Regions from separate parts of the Arachis hypogaea genome. Here region 2 is linked to region 1. Evidence: chromatin contacts called from public Hi-C data. All regions are on one chromosome and are shown on one strand. Each heading gives the region's core, a stretch centred on a gene start, on an enhancer-like site or on the middle of the called end of the contact. The rest is flanking DNA. Distances are from core to core; before and after follow the strand shown. Region 1 has its middle 5.5 kb from the start of LOC112728212. Region 2 holds the start of LOC112728213.

Region 1 (4,318 bases), core at 1,533-4,032:
ACAACCGTGTTTGGCCGCCTATTCGATTGACACTACCGTCCGATCTGTTTGCGTTGACATCGTCTCCATTGTGTTATTGCGGATCACGAAACTGGCATTCGCCGCCGCGTTCCTCTACCTGCCCATAGACACGCTGGCGCAGGAGCAGAAACAACGATCACAACAAAGGGAGCTGCAAGGAGGCGGCAGTGCCTCTCTCTCTTCCTTCTTTTTCTTTTTTACAAAAATTTTATAACTTTTTTTGAGAGGTAATTTAATAAAGAATTTTAAGATTTAAATAAAAATGAAGATTTTAAAACCAAATTGAACGTTAGTTAAGAGTGAATTTGAACACAAAAAATTTTAACAACAATTTTGATTTTCAGGCTAAACTATAAAGACCAAAATCATACTTAATTCTGTATAGATAAATCAATTTTTTGAAACTTTTAGTGTTTGTTTTCATTTTTTTAATTTTATACTTATTGCTCATTACAACCCATTAATTAATTTATACATATATTGTACTACATATCTCTATCAAAGTATTGTATTATTCCATTAATCTTCGTTTAGGCGCTTCATCAATCCATCGTTTGTTGAAATCCTTATGTATCTAATAGAGTGACTATATATACATATTCATCATATTAGGACAACATAGAATGGAATAACTTATACCGAGTTAATACTCAAAATAACTCCTGAAATTTGACATTATTAATACTTAAAATGATAGTGTTATCACATTTAAATGCAGCACAATCACCACCATTTCTCATTGGAGAAATACAATAAAAAAACTCGTCGGTGTTAGCCAGGAACAACTGCTATTGCTGCCATATACCTGGACGCACTCGTGAGAAGTCTGGAATGAATTATCTAAGAGAATCTAAAAAGATTTTTAAAGGTTGTTATCACTTGTATCTTGTTTCATGATTCTCTAGTCCATGATGTGATGATGGTGATGGTACATATGGTGATCATGATGTTGCATTGTCATAGGAGAAGTTTCAAAAAAACATTTAAAAACGAAACCTAGAGTCACCAATACGAAAATTCCAGCAGCGGCATCGTAGAAGGGAGACGGTACTATTTCATCGAATAAAGGGAGGTTATTGGAATCAATGGAACATGAGTTGTTGCTACCGTAAAATAAATGGCACATCCATTGTTGAAGGGCTACCAGAAGATCCAATAGGAATCAAGCTATCTTGGTATCAAAGTAGCATAAGTTCAACGAGCAGCATGATTGGATCAACAAGTTATCCTGTTTATCTTAGGGTGAGAAGAAGGGAAGGAAGGAAGAAAGAGATGGAGATTTACTGATCAAATTGAGGAGGAGGAAGATGAAGAGGGGGGAGTAAAACAACGTCGTTTAAGTGCAAATAGCAAAACAACGTCATTTAATCGTGCTACATTATTTCTCCAGTGACAGAAATGGATAGAAGGGTCAACTTGAGTCACGCCTTAAAGTTTTAGGGTAAAATTTGAATCAATTGAAAATTGGAGAGTTAAATTAAGTTGGGAATCAAATTTCAGGTGTCATTTTGAGTATTAACTCAACTTATACCCAATATACTTTTATTTTGTTGCCGCAGGCTAATGGGTTGCTGCATACATAAGACGAGTTCGAAGCTCTTGACACTTACTTAAGCGGACGAGTGAGCTGATCATTCGACCAACCCAAATTAGTTATATCCAATATAATTTAATTTGGATCTATAACGAATTGCTCATCGAGTATTAATAATTAATGATGCCCTATTATCCTTACGAGTGTAATTTCCTAATTGAGTGGTCAAAGCCTTAAAGCGAGTTATAGCTTTGCAATATATAACATATAAAAACAAATTAATTAAAGCCTGAAAGAGATATTTAACTAATTCACAAACCCTTGCATTTTAGAACGTCCTTTTAAGAAACTTTTCCAGAAAATCACTCAGCTTTTTTCGTTTTTGGTCAACAAATCCTTATTTCTTAATGATGATAATGGCAAATCCTATTATAACAGAGAAGAGCAAGCTAGAAACCAGTACAACAGAACCAAATAATTATTGGTCTTTTCAAAATTAAATTTCCATTATATTAGTTATCAATCCCGCTACGTTACCAACAATATTTCTGCCAACTTCTGCCAACTTTTGTTTATGGTTATATTTAAAATGGAAGTGTTTTTGTAGATGTGTCTAATAAAAATATATTTTTTTATGGATGTGTCTCTTTATATATGTGTTTAAAATATAATAATTAATTATTATTGACAATAAATTGACAGATAATATATTGATACCTATACTTTTTCATTAGTTATTCATATTCAACCAGAAACTATTAAATTATATATATTAATCAAATCATGTTGATTTTTTTAGTGTAACAAGAAAAACAAACTAACAATAGAATTAAATGACATAATTTTATAATTTCACAATATTTTTACAAAAAGGGGAAACAGTAAAGTTTGTTTTTCATATTGCAATTACTAAAAACAAATAATCACATTACCATAATTATTTAAAAAAAAATTACATCAATAGAGATGTGTATACAAGGGTTTTCTATATCATTATTTCTCTTTGGGTATTTACTATTTAGGATTTTATTTTTCTTTGTATGCAAGTATTATGGGCATAAGAAGTTAAGAACAGTTCATGTTTTTGTTTTTGGACATAAGTTAAGAACAAGTTTTTTTTTTAACAGAAGTTAAGAACAAGTTTAACTAACTAAAGATTCTAGTATTGGGCTGAAAGTTGTTGATGGATCTGAAGGCCAATATGGAAAAGGCTAGGTGGACCAATTGCAGTTTATCCGTACTCTTCACTCCAGACCACAAAAAAAAAATTTCCTACGCTGCACTCGCCGGTATACAATCCTGACAAAAAAAAAAAACTAACCCAACAAGTCAAATAGAAACGGATATTTTTAATTTTCTTCGGCTTACATCTTTTAAGTGGGATTAAAAAAAAAATTATGTGAACAAAGATATTAAATGATAAAAAATCATACTTTGCTAGATGATTGAAAAATCCACTCTCCAAACTAATAGCTGAAAACTTGTAGAATTTATAATTGCAATAACCGAATCTCAACTGTAATAACTAAAATCTAGTAACAACTAAGTTTGGTCTGATAGTTAGCTTACAAGTTTGATTAAGTAAGTGTTGTGAGTTCAAATCCCAGTGCATGCAGAAATTCATTGGCCAATAATAAATCTTTAAATAGAACTTGATTTGCAACGAATTAGTCTTTAATTTACCGACCGAGAAAAACCATAAAAGAAAAGGCTAAAATCTAGTAATGATCCGAACGAGGGAAGCGGATCTGGGGCTGCCAAGTTCACACATCATGTCCCAATCTCATACGTTCTTGTATCATTCTGTATTTGAGTTTGAGGATTCTTTATTTTCCGTAACTTTATGAATTATAACAAATAAATGTCATAGAAAATGCTAATATTTTCTTTCCTTGAATTTTTCACTTCCTTTTTGCCTTTTTGTTTCTAGTGTTTCAGCTTCTAGGAGGCTCATCAATGGTACCTCTTCACAGTTTCTGGGGATAATACATCAAGAATTTCTAAGAGACATTGCAATTATCCAAAAAAGAAATTCTCAAGAATACTTTGAGATGAAGTGTTGTTCACTCAACAGAAAGGACTTAGAGAAACACTACAAGAAGATGGCTGCTAAATATTATCCTCTTGGAGGAAATAATAATCCGCCACTCAAACAAGTCTTTATAGCATCCTTGCCAGATGAGCTTCAGCCAGAAATACAGCGAATGATGATGACTCTTCGCAAAGAAGTGGCCACCACAACCATTGGAGAAATATACCAGTTGGCCCTAGCCGCCTTGGACAAGTTGTGCGAACAACAACAAATGTTCAAACAACTTAACAAAAACTCAGGCAAACTCAAAGGAGCATGCAGCAAGTCCCATATGAAAATTAAGTGCAAAGAGTCAGGTATGTATGAATGCAAGCCAAAGAAAAAGACGCATTGGCAACTGCCAGCCAAAACATTTCATCAGAAAGCATTCAGAAGAAGAAGAAGTAAGCAAAAGTATCGTTACTTCAAAAGGAGAAAACCCCATACCAAGTCAAACAAATGCTTCATTTGTGGAAAACAAGGACACTTTGCTAAGTCATGTCCTCACAAGACAAAAAAGGAGATAAAAATGCTCCAGTCTTTAATGGATGCTGCTTCCATTGGTGATGAGGAAGATCTAGAGTCTGTACTTGAAGAACAAAGAAGCAAAGATGAAGAAACTGAATATGTTTTCCAAGACTCTGACTCAGAAGAGAACAGCTCAGAAGAAGACCTTCCCCCAAAAAGGTCTA
Region 2 (4,071 bases), core at 486-2,985, 45 kb before region 1:
AATTAGCACCCACAGCAACTATCTCTTCTCTCTTCGCAGTCGCATAGCCACCAGCCCACCCCCACCAATCGAGCAGCCCACCGCCATTGCCACCGCATCCCGCAGCCACAGAAGCGACGGCTTTGACCACCGCAACCACCACCGCGTCCTCTTTCATCGCCGAGCTCGCCTCCTCGTTCGTCGCCGAGCTCGCCTCCTCTTTTCATCGCCGTTACCTGCCGCCGGTAAGTAATACTCTGTTATTCATTTATTCGTCCTCGCTGCCTTTTGATTTTCTGTGCATGATTTTCTGATTTATTTGTTAGCTGGATTCAAGATTTTGATTTATTTGTTATCTGTTCATGATTTATTTGTTTGCTGGATTCATGATTTTGATTTTTTATTTTCTGAGGTTATTTGTTCATGATTTATTTGTTTGCTGCTTTATGATTTTGGTTGCTAAATTGTTTATTTGTTCATGGTTTTATGAGGTGATAGAGCAAATTGGAAGATGAGCATTTGGTTCTGCTTTTTTGGTCTGAGAAGAAGAGGTGAGAACACACAAAAGCCATTGTTTATATTTTTGTTTTTCTTAAAACAATGTAGTATGAACACTTAGAGAAGGATGAAGATCGTTTTCTCAGTGAAAAATTGGACAACCCCATGAACAAAAATTCATTTTTTTCTTCGAATTCGGTTGTTTTATTCCTGTAGCTATGATGTGAACTGCCAGACCATGCAACATGAAGGGAAGGAGATTGATTTTTATTTATATAATAGACAACCCAACAAATAAAGTTTCATTTTTTTAACTCATTGTTTCTGTTTTTAGATTTTGGTGTTTTTAATTGTTAGAATTATGTGAGAAACTGTACCAATTCAGTAGCAATTAGGATGTGAAGTTCAATTTATTATTCATTTTTTTTCATGGTTTCTTCAATGGCTGGTAGATATGTGCTGAAAAAGATTCGCTTGGCAAAGCAAACTGAGAAGTTCAAACACAAAGCACACCAAGAGGTTGGTTTAACAAATCTTTTCCACCTGATGCATACATGTAATTATTTTTGTTATAATTTTATTTTAATATGAATTCTAAACTTAATTTGCCTAATTGATTGCACATACAATTCTTTTTCTCCAAATATACATTTGTTTTGAATAGCATCATTCAATCTATTTATACTTTATAGCCACAATTTAAGTGTTGCTAGATGATATGTACATAAGGCATGCCAATTTAAATATTCTTTTGGGTTTCTTAGTATCACTAGATTTCTCTTCCTTAATGATCTATGAAGTTGTTTAGTCATAAACTTTGATGTTTGAAGTTGTTTGTGAACCTCTAATATTAAGTTATGGATAATTTATTATGTGAAATTTTAAATTTTATTAAGTTAGAAATTATTGAATTTATATATTTAAAATTATTTTTAGATTTTTTAATAATTTTATTTATTTAATTAAATCGGTTGAATCCCGGTTGAATCCCTGTAGAACCAATGAACCATTGAACCAGTGACCTCACCGGTTCGGTTCTCGCAACCTTGATAATGTTCTGAAAATCGGACCAGACCAAACGGTTCGATCGGGTTAATAGGGAACCAGTCTTATGGCCGGTCCGGTCGCATACAAAATTGTCTTGCAAATAACCCGTTCAAAAACCGGTCAAACCAGTGGTTAACCGGTGAACCGGTCGGGTTTTTTCAAAAGACTGGTTCTCTCAAAAATAAAAATAAATAAATAAATAAATAAAATAAAAATAAAAAGTGAAAACCCCAGCCCCCCCCCCCCCTCCCCCCGCGGTGAAACACTCGACCCTCTCTATTCCGTCTCACTCTCACATTCCAACCAAAATCCCTAATTTGCCTAACCTAGGAGAGAAAACACCGCCGCCACCATCAGCCCCCAGCCACCGCCCCACTAGCCACCGTCAGCCCCCCAGCCCCCGCCACTCTTCTCTTCCTCACCGTCTCTGCTCGTCGCGAATCCCCACCAGCCATCGTCACCCCCAGCCGCCGCCACTCTTGTGGTCACCGTCTCTGTGCTCATCGTGAAGCCCGCCTCTGGCCGTCGCAAAATTATCCTCTTCCCAGCTTACTCTGTCACCGCCGTTCCTCCTTCGCCGTGTCTCTGGTAATAATTAAGCCACTGCTTCTTCAGTTTCAATTTCTAAGATTTTGGCTTCTGAATTGGGATTGTGTTCTGAGTTGGATTGCTGCTCATATGGTTTTGAATTTAGTTTGGAGGTTAAGTTTGGATTGTTTTGGTTAGGTTTTCTGTTTCTAGATTCTCTGGATTTGGATTTGGATTTTGAGTTTTCTGAGTTTTGTTGTTGAATAGATTTAAAGGTTTTTGTTGAAATTTGCTGTAACTCTGAATTTTTTTTTGTTGCTGATGGATTGATATTTTTAAGTGTAAGTTTGTGATTGTAAGTTTTCTGAGTTTTATTGTTGAATAGATTGAAAGGTGGTTGTTGAAATTTGCTGTAACTCTGAATTTTTTTCGTTGCTGATGGATTGAAATTTGTAGGTGTAAGTTTGTGATTCTAAACTTTTATTGCAATGACCAGTTTTTAGTTTTCTGCCTCGCTGCTTCGTTTATTGAAGTTCCCTCCCAGATAGTAGCCAGTCAATACACAGAGAGCAGAGATAAGATCTCTAACCAGCTTTGAGTGTTGCTTACCTTTTCATGGACATTGTCTAGCTTGGAATGAACTTTAGACACAGATCAGTGATTTAAATCAACAGCTTATTCTGTACCAAAGCATTCTCTGAGTTTAAGGATAAATTTTCTTGCTGATTATTTTGTTATAATTTAAAAGTTAGTTAAAAAATTTTCATTTTATAGAATTTTAATAATAAAATATGAATAAATTATTATGTCAAATTATAAACTTCTGAATTTTATTAATTAAGAATTATTGAATTTGTATATTTAAAATTGTATATTGAATTTTTAATAATTGTATTATATATATAATGAAACCGGTTCAACTCCGGTTAGACCCCGGTTGGACCATTGAACCATTGAACCTGTTACCTGACCGGTTCAATGACCGGTCCGGTTCTCGCAACCTTGGTTATTCACTTATTCGTCCTCGCTGCCTTCTGATTTCCTGTGCATGATTTTCTGATTTATTTGTTTGCTGGATTCAAGATTTTGATTTATTTGTTATCTGTTCATGATTTATTTGTTTGCTGGATTCATGATTTTGATTTTTGATTTTCTGAGGTTATTTGTTCATGATTTATTTGTTTGCTGCTTCATGATTTTGGTTGCTGAATTATTTATTTGTTCATGGTTTTATGAGGTGATAGAGCAAATTGGAAGAGGAGCATTTGGTTCTTCTTTTCTTGTCTGAGAAGAAGAGGTGAGAACACACAAAAGCCACTGTTTATCTTTTTGTTTTTCTTCAAACAATGCAGTATGAACACTTAGAGAAGGATGAAGATCGTTTTCTCAGTGAAAAATTGGACAACCCCATGAACAAAAATTAAATCTTTTCTTCGAGTTTGGTTGTTTTATTCCTGTAGCTATGATGTGAACTGCCAAACCATGCAACATGAAGGGAAGGAGATTGATTTTTATTTATATAATGGGCAACCCAACAAATAAAGTTTCATTTTTTTTAACTCCTTGTTTCTGTTTTTAGATTTTGGTGTTTTTAATTGTTAGAATTATGTGAGAAACTGTACCAATTCAGTAGCAGTTAGGCTGTGAAGTCCAATTTGTTATTCATTTTTTTTCATGGTTTCTTCAATGGCTGGTAGATATGTGCTGAAAAAGATTCGCTTGGCAAAGCAAACTGAGAAGTTCAAACATACAGCACACCAAGAGGTTGGTCTAACAAATCTTTTCCACCTGATGCATACATGTAATTGTTTTTGTTATAATTTTATTTTAATATGAATTCTAAACTTAATTTGCCTAATTGATTGCACATACAATTCTTTTTCTCCAAATATACCTTTGTTTTGAATAGTATCATTCAATCTATTTATACTTTACAGCCGCAATTTAAGTGTTGCTAGATGATATGTACACAAGGCATGCCAATTTAAATATTCTTTTGGGTTTCTTAGTATCACTAGA

The links. Hi-C and Micro-C count contacts between places; a contact is called where the count stands out from the background.
Region 2: a Hi-C map of an unstated tissue shows a contact between it and region 1, with 2.7 times the contacts expected there. The contact joins the promoter of LOC112728213 here to the enhancer-like site in region 1. A contact is called at or near these places in 4 of 8 Hi-C or Micro-C datasets (leaf and an unstated tissue).

Annotation. Positions count from the first base shown.
Region 1 is chr12:110,239,120-110,243,437 of arahy.Tifrunner.gnm2.J5K5, reverse strand. No RefSeq gene overlaps it. Among protein-coding and RNA genes, the nearest start is that of LOC112728212, 5.5 kb to the right of the region's middle. Within about 2 kb of position 2,782, at least 2 of the 3 cell types and tissues checked have open chromatin away from gene starts, as enhancers often do.
Region 2 is chr12:110,283,276-110,287,346 of arahy.Tifrunner.gnm2.J5K5, reverse strand. LOC112728213 reads left to right here and starts at 1,735. Exons shown (of 6, transcript XM_025778254.2): 1 at 1,735-2,112; 2 at 3,290-3,349; 3 at 3,750-3,816.